2 separate regions of the Drosophila melanogaster genome follow, and region 2 is linked to region 1. A link is a contact called in public targeted proximity ligation data. All regions are on one chromosome and are shown on one strand. The core of a region is the stretch at or near the end of the contact, and the rest is flanking DNA. Distances in the headings are between cores, read along the strand shown. Region 1 holds the start of CG32369. Region 2 holds the start of Pdp1 (PAR-domain protein 1).

Evidence for each region.
Region 2: a targeted proximity ligation map of the Kc167 cell line shows a contact between it and region 1, with 4 times the contacts expected there. A contact is called at or near these places in 22 of 107 Hi-C or Micro-C datasets (the Clone 8 cell line, the D17-c3 cell line, the Kc167 cell line and 10 more) and 5 of 7 datasets of targeted methods (the Kc167 cell line and the S2 cell line).

What each region holds. Positions count from the first base shown.
Region 1 is chr3L:7,805,339-7,812,111 of dm6, reverse strand. It overlaps CG32369, which reads left to right and starts at 2,287. Exons shown (of 7, transcript NM_001259731.3): 1 at 2,287-3,115. It also overlaps a transcript of Pdp1 not described here.
Region 2 is chr3L:7,863,617-7,869,778 of dm6, reverse strand. Pdp1 (PAR-domain protein 1) reads left to right here and starts at 2,410. Exons shown (of 5, transcript NM_168233.3): 1 at 2,410-2,538. The coding sequence starts at 2,496. CG32365 reads right to left here and starts at 737. Exons shown (of 5, transcript NM_168240.2): 1 at 676-737; 2 at 1-196. The coding sequence starts at 187.

The DNA of each region.
Region 1 (6,773 bases), core at 1,038-3,537:
GTAGATTTTGTTAACCGAATGAGAAAGTTATGCTTCTGTTATGGTCTTTAATTTCGTAATAGAAACTGAATTTAATTAGTAGGAACTTCAAGAGATAAGAAGTGAGATTAAGGCAAGGCGAATAATTATGTTTTACGAAAACTGCAAGAAAGAACAAACAATAAAGGTTTAGATACAAATTTTGAAACGATAAATGCAAAAAAAAAAATGATAAAAACTGTTTCATTTTTCTGTGGATTTTGTGGTATACCATTAGGCGAGTTTTTTCCTCTGAACGAATAGCCAACTTCGGGGCAGCATTGTCAAAACAGAGTGGTTGGCCTTCAAAGCAGCTGGAATACACAGTTTTGAGTAACTGGAGGTCAAGTTGATTGCATAATTGGTGAGTGGAGAGAGGATCTGAAAATGGTAACTGGATATGAGATAAGCTGTTAAAACTGTTGGGTGCAGTTGACATGTCGCTAAATAAAGCTGCCGGAAACTCAAGAACTGAAATGACGAACTTCAAGTTCGGATAAAATGCGCATTCTAAAACAATGTATACCATTCAACATTTAATCTGTGGAAAAACTTCCATGGATTCCAATCATAAGACAAATTCTCACTTCCACTTGGCAACAAACGAAACTCGCCCGACTTCAATTAACATTCACTAAAACAACGAAAAAAAATAAATAATTTGTTTGTCAGCTTCACACACCTATTTCAAATTCAGCTGAACCAAAGCCCAAATCGGTGATATACACTATTATGCAAAAAACATAATAAAGCAAAAAAAAAAAACTGAAACTAATTTCCTCATATATTGCTTACAAAATAAACATTTCAAACATGAAACTCGCAGCTAATTTCCGTTGATGAACAACAAAAGCAGCGCCAACTATTTGAGAAATGGGAGCTGTATAACCGGTACACAGTCAAAATTTAATTATATAATTGTACATGGTATTAAAATATATGGTACTACTAAAATAACGTTAATTGCTAAACAATTAAAGATTATTGAGATTCTACAACTCAGAAATTTGAAAATATATATTAGAATAAATTTTGTTAATTTTAATATGTTTTAATCTGTAAACTTTCAAGCTTTGTTTTTTTTTTGAATGCAGGCTTAAACCAGACCCAGACCTGAGGCAAAGCAATTCGATTACTTCCCTATGGGGAAATGTTGCAATAAATGCGAGCAATGCTCAAACATAAGCGGACTCCACTCGCCCGCCCCGCATATTTTTATACTGTCCAAGACTTACGAAAGCGAAAAATGAGTTAACAACAACGGCCACTCAAAATGTTAATGGAAACGCAGCAGCAGCAGCAGCAGCAGCAGCATGAAAACTGGTAGTATGCAGGCAACCGCTAACAGACAACGTTGAACTTGAGCTTGAAATACAAGCCAAGCGGAGCCAAAAGAGAAAGACGGGAAGTAGGGGGAGGGGAAGCGATACGCGGTTGTTATAAGCCAAGTTTGTCGACAACTGCATTTGTTGATCAACCCAAATGAGGTCAACGCGTCGTATACGTAATTTGCGTTAAATGACAAAACAATATGTAATAGCCACACAACACTTACGAAACGCAGATATTCGATATTACAGACGAACTTTAACAACTCTGAGCTCTATCGGGATAGGAAATCTATAGCTTCAAAACCTGTTTAAGGATTATAAAATTAATACATCTTGTAATGACATGTCTGAGAATTAATCAACTTATATTTTCACAGTTTAATCTATTGTGTATTTTGTTATACAAATTTCGTTATTAATTTTATAAGTTATTTGAGTAAGCTTTTATTCTATTTTACATAATCTAAAAACTATATTTGCGTATTAAACAAAATTACAAAATTTTATATATGTAATTTAGTTTAAGTAACAGAAAATCGACCGTATCTGTTGTGATTATTGATGTTTGCTTGGTGTTTATATGGCTGTAGTCTGTTGAGTGGCGCCGGAAATGCGCATCATACGATAAATGACGCCCACTGGCAAACTAGCACCCCCAACACCACCCACTATCCCCCAACCCAATAGTTTTGCAAATCACCCACCGCAGCCCCCGCTGCCCCATCATTTTTCTTGGCGTCGCCTGTTGTGACAGTTGACGGTTTGCCGGCAAAAATTAAAAAAAAAAATAAAATGCCAGAGAGAGAAGTGCTAAACAAAGAGAGCTCAAGGCACAGACATCGATGACGCAACAGACACATCCACGGAGGCGTAAGAGAGTCGACCCCAAAAGAGAGCGCCAATTTTTCGCTCCAAGCCAACGACTGACTTTTCACAGCAGTCATTCGCTGTTGAACAGCGGCCGTGGCAAGTTCAGACAGCAGGGAGAGTTTGAAAAAAAAAACCAGGCCGTAATACAAATACAAAAAGCAAAATAATAAAAATTATACAAAAAAAAAGTATGAATAATAAAAAAGGCAAATAAAAAAGCAACAAAGTGGAGCGCACCCCATAAGCAAATCATCGCCGAGCCACTCGAACACGTTGCCGCCGTTGCTGCTGTTGTCGCTATTTCTTTCGCCCAGTGCGTTCGCTCTCTCTCTTTCTGTCTCGTCGCGTAACGTAAGCGTATTACAAAACAAACGCCAACGTAATCAAAGAAATAAATAAAATAAAATAAAGGTGCTCGCTCGCGTGTTTCTCGGTGTGAATAAATGAAATAAATAAATTAGTCACAAAATATAAAAAGGGGGTCCAAGTGCAGCCCCCCCCAAATTGCCGCACACCCTTTACGAGAAAGAAAGAAAAAAAGTTAACCCGTGTGTGCGGCGGGGTTACGTAAAGCCGACGGACAAGCGCCGTTCCAAGTTCTTACAAAACAAAAAAAAAAATATATATAAATATCAAACAACACATAACACGAGTGAATAGATTCCCCAATTCGATTTTTTCGCACGCGTGTGGCTATAAATTTTTGGCAAACAAAAATATATACAACTAAATACAACAACAAAATTTTAAATAAATTGCAAGAAGAAGAGGGAGAATTTCGTGTGTTAGTGTGTGTGTCTGTGTGTGATTCTTGAGCAACAGTACACGCCGCACCCCCCGCGAAAAACCTACCCTTTTTTGGGGAAAAACAAGGAGGCGCGGTTCAACAGCGACAGGTAATTCCATTTCTGCGCTCTCTTTGCCACTCTTTCGGGTTCTCTTTGTGTGTGTTACGACATCAAACCACATGCTATGCCTCTGTTTTCAATGTGAATGAACGCTCGACAAAGTTGCGTTTTCAAAGATTGGCACATTCAAGTCTCTCTCTTAGTTTTTCGCTCTTTGTCGGGGAAAACAGTTTTTCATTTGCTATCTGCAATGATTGTGAAAACAAAAAGTGCACTGCTTGAGTCTAGCGGAGGGAAAACTGCAGGGGCGGCTCTTACGTGTTGCCATATTTTTAAAGGCATTACTAAGCGTTTTTTCCGCGCTGCTTTGTTGACGTTCTGTGGCCAATTGAATTCGGCCTGCACTTGATAATCATTTATATTTAATGTGTGATAAAACTTCCGTGGAAAAATATATATCTTAACGATTTCGCGATAAATTAGCTCAGATAAGCAAAAAACAAATGGTGGAAAGAACGATTTGGGAATTTTAAAAGAAGTAAAATTAAGAAAATAAACAATTCAACCTCGTTAAATTATAGTTGACACAAATTTTATATACAAAGTTAAAGTATATAAAATATAACTGGTAAAAAAAAACGTCAGTTTTTTTCATTTTCATTTCATTCATTTTCCTTGAATCTGTCGCGTTGTCATCGCTTTCGTAATTCTCTGGTTAACAGTTTCCAATCCCCGATAATCTACTAAAGATTCGCCAATTTGTCGGGGTCACCACCCAATATTCGTCAGCTACCAAAGCGAGAAACTGGGCTCCTTCCCTCTCCCCCCCTCGACCGCATATGCCCCTCTCACTCGGTTGACGTTTAGCGTTACGACACGCAATGTACTACGAGTATTATGCGACGTTTGCTGCCAATGAACAAGCCGCAACAACACAGTTCGCCCACTTGGCCCAAAACGAAAAACGCCAAAGGGGTTGGGGAAATGCTGAAAAAATATGGTTAGCTCGAAAAGAGGAAAAACCTATTTGCATACGTCATCGGGCGAAAAAGGTTCGTCATGACTCAGAGTCGAATATCGAGGAAGCCAGACTTCAAACAGCTGGATCGTTGTTATATAAACCAAGTCAAACACTACACCGAACTTATGTAAGGCCCAAAGGGACCGGGCCAATTAGTCACAGCGAATGTGGGGGTTCTTGTGTAATCGGTGTGAAATCAAAACCGAAAACCTGAAAAATCACAAACTATGTAGAAATTTTTGGTTGCTAATTGGCTTGCCTCAATAAATTCTTCAGCCCAGTTTCTTTTGTAGTTATTTTGAGCTATTTATATCAGCGTTTATCGCCGTCGTCATTGTCGTCCATTCGAATACAATGTCATAAAACGTGTGAGCCAAGCAAAAAACGGCAAGACAAATGAGAAACCAATAAAACAAATATCAAAGAAGAAATCAAAATGTACAAAACCAAATAAACGCCAACATTAAGGCAATGAAAATGTATGCGATTTCATAATTACGTCGAAAACTACCATCGGAGCATAATCACTTGGTTATGCAATTTATTGGCTTATGTGGCGTGATTACTTGGCGATTAAAGAACTCTATCAGAAGTTCTTGGGATTTTAGGAAATTGGTGAAAGACTTAAACAACTTTGTAGGAATTTCCACACCTGAGCTGTTGCTCATATCGTATTTGGGTACATGAATGTTCATGAAGATGAATCATTTGTTGACTCATTTTCATAAGATAGCAATTTCATAGTTGATACAGAACAACTGTCGTTTTCAATCAGTTCTTTACAAGCAAGCAAATAGTAATTATTTCAACAATCGCTCAATGAGTTTATCACATTTAGTGCTGTAAGTTCCTTTATCGACTTCAATCACTGCGCGCCTACAATCACTTATCGGACTTAAGGCAAACAATGCCTGAATTCAGTTGACTTAGAATACTGACAAACGCCGTTGTAAATGTAGCTATATACACATATTATATGTCAACGCTGCCATTTTGTCTGAGTGACGACGGACAACGGTTGTTTGTATCTACGATTGACATTGCATAATATTGTGAAAAATAAAGCAATCTACGCTATAAGCTATTGCCCTGAGGGCGTGTTCAGGTAGCCGGGCTTCACATATTTGTTATTCACTTAGGAACAATTTATCGGATACGGATTATGCAATAGGACTTTACGTACACGGAACTGCAACCACGATTGCACCAGGATGCACGTGCAGTTATATGAGGCGTATACATAATTTTTACTTACGCAAAGCCGAGCGGCAACAGGAACAATTAGAATCGAGTGCCTTCTGGCTTGTTTACCAACTTTTCCCTTGTCCAATACAATGTTTCACAATGCCAGCTGATATGAAAGTTGGAGCTCCCTATCTCAATCTCGTTCGTTACCTCTCTATTTATATATACTGCTTATATGGTTTCGTTTCCGAGGCGGAGATTGCGCTGTTTTGCTTAAAATGATCAGAAAGTGAGTTCTCTCGAGTGCTACAATATCGATATCAGTAAATTGCTTTCGAAAGGGAAATTTCTGCAGGGCGAATTCGTGAATTTCAAGTACAATATACAGGGAACTTAAATGTGAGTGAGGACTTAAGGTCACGTCGTGATCAGCTCCAACTGACTGAAACATTAAGTAGATATTATCCAATTAATTTCTATATTTTTGAGTTTCATGCTGACGATTTATTGACCCTCATAATAATCCCACTTTATTTCAAATTTTCTATCTCTTATCTTCTATTGCCAGTAACTCGTTCGTTTGAAAGTGTATTATCTGTCTAATCTAACCAAAAAAAAAAAAAAAGAAATAATACCTACCCAGATCTTATGTAACCTGCAGCCGAAATTCTATTCCGAATATAACATGCGTGTTTAATTTTCATTATATTTTTTGGGTCGCCAACTCGATCAGAAAGTCTCATGTAGATCGTATATCTGCGGACATATAAACACACCCTTGATAAATTCATTTTCTTGGCTAACTACCAACTTATAAGATATTTCAGCATTACTTAACAACGAGATTTATGCAAAAGCAGAAATCGCCTGATATAAAAATGATTTTGCCCGTGTTTCTGTGTGCGTTTTAATATCGCTGCCAATGAAGAAAAACTAAAAATTTCATTTTCACGCAGCTTTGTAGTTTCATTTTATTTTGGCACACTTTTGATTGCCTTTGCAAATGTAAACAAATTATGAGCCAAAAAAAAGAACAAAAAAGCAAGAGAAGGAAGAGCGATCTTGATGCCGGGCGGACGACAAACCAAAAAATTGTTTACATAACAAAACCAGAATGCGAAGGCAAACCGAACTTTGCAGGTGTGTGAGAGTGCGCTGTATCTGTATCCGTGTGTTATGCCGGCATTGTTTATCTTAAAGATACAATACGAACGACGTCAAAAGCAAAACGTGCGCACAATCAAAAATAAAATAAAACCGTAACAAGCCAAAAACCAGACAAAAACAAAAACAGATTCTCTTTAATGAGCTACTCTCTATTCGTATCTCACAAATACACGCTGAAATGGTTCTCGTAAAGAGAACGTAAGAGAGAACGGCTAAGAGAAGGTAGACGTGCGCAAGTATTGGTATAAAAAGTATCTGTGTGCCGATGATTTTGATTTCGTTACTTTAGCCAGCGTCCGCGTCAGTTCGCTCTATGTGATTCAGTGTTAATTT
Region 2 (6,162 bases), core at 1,161-3,660, 58 kb before region 1:
CGTTTGTTGGCGGCTTCTTGGGCAATGTCAAGGCATTGTTGTTGTTGTTGTTGTTGTTGTTGTTGTTGTTGTTGTTGTTGTTGAGCGAAAGCGAACGCGCAAAAGAACTTTTGAAATAGCGACACGGCATCTGGAAATCAAAGTCAAGATCCGTTGTCTGCTGCATGTTTGTTGTGGTTTTGTGCATTTCTATTGGCTAAAACGGGATTTCTTTATTTATATATTTGAATTTTCCCTTGTGCTGCCTCTTTCTCTGCTATTTTTTTTTGTTGGTCTCTTTTAAATTGGCATTGTTGATGTTTTCCTCTTTAGCGGTATTTCCCTTTGGATTATTGCATTTTTTCACGCACCCATAAGTTCACTTTCACACACTCACGCACAAATCAATTAGTTTTTGACACTCGAAGGATTTTTTTCAATACAATTTAATAGAAATTCAATGGAAATCAATTTCTGGGATTTATTCGCGCGCGCATAACACAAACAAAATTCATAAAGCCGCAGCTAGTTTTCGTTTGCGCCCGAATTGATGAGTTTTACTGTACTAAAATCCAGAAAAATTGGGAAATATTGATTCGTTGAAATGTTGTTGGGTTTGAATTTTAGTGCGAACTGTTGTTATTAAATGTTCAAGAATAATGTTCTACTAATAAATAGCTTGTTTTTCAACTTTACAACAGTTTGCTGCTTCTCGTAATTCACGCGACTTTTCCCGGCCGAGGTGGAAACCTAACTGGAAGACCAACTGTATGTTACCGCCAAATTCGCAGACAGTTTGTGCTTGGGTCACCCTGCTTGGGTTATTATTTCGATCTCCAATGTTAATGTTAATGTTATTAACAGTAAGCTCGTTCTCTCTGAAATAAATGAATGAAGAAGTTACCAAGGCAACCGAATAAAACAGAGTCTGCAAAGAATGTCTTAACAGCTAGCTATTCTCTTAATAACAGTGCAACAACAGTAAAAAAAATATGCTTAAAAGTATGCTAAGCATTTTGTTAAACAATCGTTTTTATGTCATAAGATCAGATCGTGAAACCTAAATTTAACAAATTAAATGAAAGAAACGTCTTGAACGTATACATTTAAGTGATTTTATAGAGACTTTTTTTTTAGCTTATAGCATTTAGTCAATAGCTTAGTTAACTGCACAAGAGTCTATAATAATAAAAGTCTATAAATACATTAAATTCGTTAACATGTTTTCAAATGTAGAAATGTTAATGATTTGGCGCGCCAAGAAATTTGAAAAATGTAGATTGTATTTTACAAGAAAATATGAAAAAGTATATTAAAAAGATAAAGTTTATTTTTGTTCTTCTTTTAGTTAAATAGATTGCATCTTAGTATTCATTATAAATATTATTCCAAATGTCTTAAAATTAATTAGTTTTTATATTTTATCATGAGTAAGAAAAGGGTTTTTTTCCAGTGCAAATTTTGTTCAACGAAACTAATAATATCGGTTGAGAAATGGAAATTGTTTTACCATTCCCCCTTCTAAGGAGGCATTAGCATTCGTTCCTCCGCTGACTAATCCCCGGCCTAATTCCCATACCTTATGTGGTATCTATATTGGGGAGACAGCTTGCCAATCAATTTGATTGCGCTGCGCTGATGTTTGCCCCTGTTTATCTAGCTTAGGGGAAGGATTTTCAAGCTTTTATCATAACAGAAGTGCTTTAATTCCCTTTGATGAACATTTGTACATAACCCCCTTTTGACAAAGAACTCCATAGCTTACTGATTTCGAAAAGCATGACCCAAAACTTAAGGTCATATCATTTTACTAGTAGGAATTTAAGTATTTAAACTAAAATTGGAAGTCATCTAAAACTATTTTTAAATGTAAAAATATTAAATATTTTATGAACCACATTTAATGTGTTTTTATTCATATCAATATATTTAAATAATTTTATAATTTAAATGATTTATGATATTTATTTATTTATAGACGTAAAATATTTGATGGAATCCTTCTGCAACCTGACCCCTAGCTACTAAAATAGAAATACGGCGATTAGTCAGAGTCGTTCGTAGTGGGTACTTAGTATAGATTTCTATTTTTATGGCCCCACGATCCACTGTTGCCATGTGCGCATGCCCCTGCGACTCTCCGTTACATAAGGCTTATATAAGAGGGCCATGCGAGCGAGCGAGATGGACATATGCCGCTTGGCTCTCTCGCTGCTTCTCCGCAACTAGCCCCCTCACGCTCTGGCCCCCTGAATGGCTCCAGTGAAGATAAAGACCACGTGATTACATTCTGCCGGCTGCACCAAAAAGAGAGAGCGAGAGAGCAGAGTGAGAATGAGTACTTGAAGTTGCTCTTATTTTGATTTCCAATTTATGTCCCAATGCTCCCCCGCGCCGCCATCGAAATGATTTAATCTTTTGGAAAATAGTTTCAGTTACGCGTTGTTGCTGCGACCGTGTGTATCGGTAATCGGTTTTCAAACACTTGCAATCGATAGGAGGACACAGAGTGTGCAATGAGCGAGCCCAAGGAGAATATCATGGACTTATCCGTGCGAGGTAAGTGGTAGCGTAGGCACCTGTCCATTGCCCCCTTGCCCCTCTCACCGAATCATCGAAAGCCCCAACAAAGGTAACACGTGCATTGGCGAGAGTGCGAATCGGTTTTGTTTGCTCTGCCTCTCACTCACACTTTGTGCGCGAAAAAGAGAAAGAGCTCAAGAGAGCATTGTGGGGGCGTGTGATAGTAAGCTTTTGCACGGTTTTATTTATTTTTTTGTTTTCTATTTTGCCGTGGTTAAGCCCGCCATGTGACAAATTATTTGATTTTGTCTTCAGATTGCTACAAATTGGTTTCTTTGATTTTCTATTTTTTTTTGCTATTTCCATTTCTATGGTGATTTTTTATTTACCTAGCGGCGGAGCCTTAAGCAAATAGTAGCTTATGTACGCACACGCAAAATTAGAGTGCTTGTATATTGTGTTCGGCCTTCAATAGAAACGTCACGAGGTACAGTGGATCGAGACTAAGAGGTACCTGAATTAGGAGTGGCTAAAGGATTTCGAAGGATTTTTGTAGCATACTTTCACACACTAAATTGGGGGATCTGAAGATAGAGAAGCTGAAACAAACTTTTAATTTTTTTGCTTTAGTCTTAAAATTTATATATTTATAAATACCCAGTGCAGCCGTACTCAATAGCAATGAATAATTCGGAATTTACACAGCATGCCGTCATTAATTAGTACAATCCAGATGCCGCCTAATTGATATATTGTGGACCCCGCCCAGGAAACCCCCAAGCCCAATCAGGTTCCCACCCCTCCGACCACTTAGCCACTCCACCGAACGACTTCCCCGAGATAAACTAGTATTTACCAACCCGATCACCTGCGATCGATATGCATAGGCCCCAAAACTGACCCCGTTGGATCTTGCGTCGGCACTTGAGGCCTTTGATATCAGACTAATCAAATGTTGGGGTGCTCGATAAAATAGCGTGGATTCTTGGATTGAGCTCATTTCCCCCTATCCAGTACTCAGTTTTGGGTTGCCATGATGGACTGCTGTCCAGAATTGGTGAAATAGAAACGACGACGTCGTCGTCGACAGTTGTCGCCATTCCATAATCACAATCAATTGCACTGTCATCGTTGTCGCCGGCTTCGTTATCAGGAGGAAAGGAAAGACGAGGTTACCAGGCGACTATAAATATTTACCCTCATGATATAGTTGGGCCGCATAAAAAGTGAGTTGTGGCTGTGCGGATGGTGATTACGATGATTATGGTGTGGATGTAGGCAGGGGCTAGTTTTAATTATAAACATTTACGACACACAGTCACACAGTTGCCATCCCATTGCTCATTTTTAGAGGGCTTGAAAAGACGACCATGCATATAATAAAGATTCCATTTGTTCTCGAGCCTTTTACTTGTGAGAAACTTTAGATTTAATTATCTATATTTACAGAATGCATTTTGTAAATAATATATTGCATTTGTTTTAATCAGACAGGGAAAGTCCATAGATCTTAGATATTGGTTCATAAGCTAAAAAATTATGAACCTGAAAAATAATAATAATGAAAAGGATTCCATTTTCATAGTTCTAATATGCAACGACAAATTTTATAGTATTATTAATACCCACAGCTTCTGATAAGCCTCTCGTTGCACGCCCTTTTTTCAGTGCACCTGTTGTACCCTGATATTCATTATTTTCTAGCAACTTCTGGATCGAATCGACAAAGCTCTCATTAAAAGCTCGCGAGAGTGCGAGACTCACGATCGTGTTTTCCCCACAGAAACAACTCTCACGATCTGGGGTTCGGTTGTTTTTTTTTTCCAGCGATCGGATCACATGGTCAGGTCGGGGATTTAGTGGCTGTCTTAGAACCTCCAAGTTCCATTCACTCTGCTCCGGCTGATAAGATCGCAACGCACGCTTCTGGGCGTGGAAATTTTACTGATGCAAAACGCAATTCGAAAAATGCCACCCAAAACCAAAACAATCGCCATATGTCGTAGCTTGGGAGGCTGATCCAGCAGGCATTATCTGGTTTAAAACGACTCAATAATCTGTTCTTAAAATCGGGTCACCAAACACGCGACTAACCTGAAGCCAAGACTTCCATTGGCACGCGCCTCTATACGAAAAAAAAAAATACAACGCGTCTGGGCAGTTTTGGAAAATTTCTGAGCAATCTGAGTCAGGCGTTTTTTTTTGTTTTTTAATTTGGGGTCGGTCAGTCTTGCAAGTGGAATCGAGAGTGGACTTGGACATTCGGTGGCGTGATGATAAAAACACATAGTATACATGTACCATACGCATGGAGCAAAAAGCGATGCCAAGGCGTTTGTTTTCAATCGATCGGGAAGCGGTGCGGTACAGTCCCCATTCATGGGAATCGCCCCAAGATTAAATTCACTAGACATTTATTCGTCAAATGAGGCTTATCGAGTCAGTTCCGATATTCTATATGGTCACCTGCTATTTATAGGGGTATTTTATGACTGGTAAATAACTTGAAACATTTACAACCGCTGGGGAGATGAGATATGGGAACCACCGAAACATTTTTATACATATTTTACAAATTAATTAAATGGAATATCTAACAAAAAAACCAAACAAAGTAAAGTTTTAAAGTTTTCTTTACTGAAGATAAGAGATTTTAAAATGCTACAACAAATATTTTATTAAATCGAAAACTTAATTGGTCAGCAAAGACCGCTGTCTGTCGTTAAGTAATAATCCTTAGCTACCGCCGATTCCTGGATATTATTTATGTTTAAGCTCAAAAGTGCATATTAAATATTCGGAAAGTCAGCAAAAAGTTGTGGCCTTCTCGTTTCCTGCATTATTCTCCTAGTTATTCCAACTCGGCTTCCTGGCTCCTCCTTATTCTTCTGCCAGCTCGTTTCCACTGCCCATTACGTCAATTTGCAATAACGAAAACCGGCGAAATCTAAACAAAACTGCAGCGCCATCAAGTGCGGTAATAAGCAGGCCATCTCGCTTGCACTCGCTGGAGCCCATTCAAATTGCGAATGCGAACTGTGCGGAGGTGGGGAGGTGGGCGGAAGGGCATTTGAATGGGGGGCTGTGTGGACGGAGACTGGAACTGAAATGGGGGAGTCGCCGCGTCGACGGCGACTGCAAAAATTAATATTATGTCATACACATGTATTGCGGTTTGCGGTGTAAACTGCAACAGTATGCGTGTGTGTCAGTCTGGTGTGCCCGTATGCTTGTATGGGAGTGTAATTAGTAATGCACTGGAAGAAATTATTCCTGTGTTTTTAATTTAGATTTACTTTAACAGCAGGTTTTTAATTATATTCGCCAAGCGAAATAACTAAAACTAGAAATATTAAATCTAATAAAAATTTTAAACAAAAAGCAATTTAGTAAAGTAGGTGCACTATGCTTTTTTTAAAGCGAAACAATATTTCGTATTTTTGACAATATCACTAAGCTGAATTAGATACCATTTTGTCACTGTGTAAATTACACTGTAGAGAGAACGATATCAATCTACACGTGTTGAAAGACGCCAACAACAAAAAGAAATCACGATCGTTCATTGCCACGCCAATAAAAGCGCCAATTTACATAGAGTATTTTGCGAAAGATAAAGAGAACGTGAGAGTCGGAAAGAGAGAGCTGGGCTTACGCACA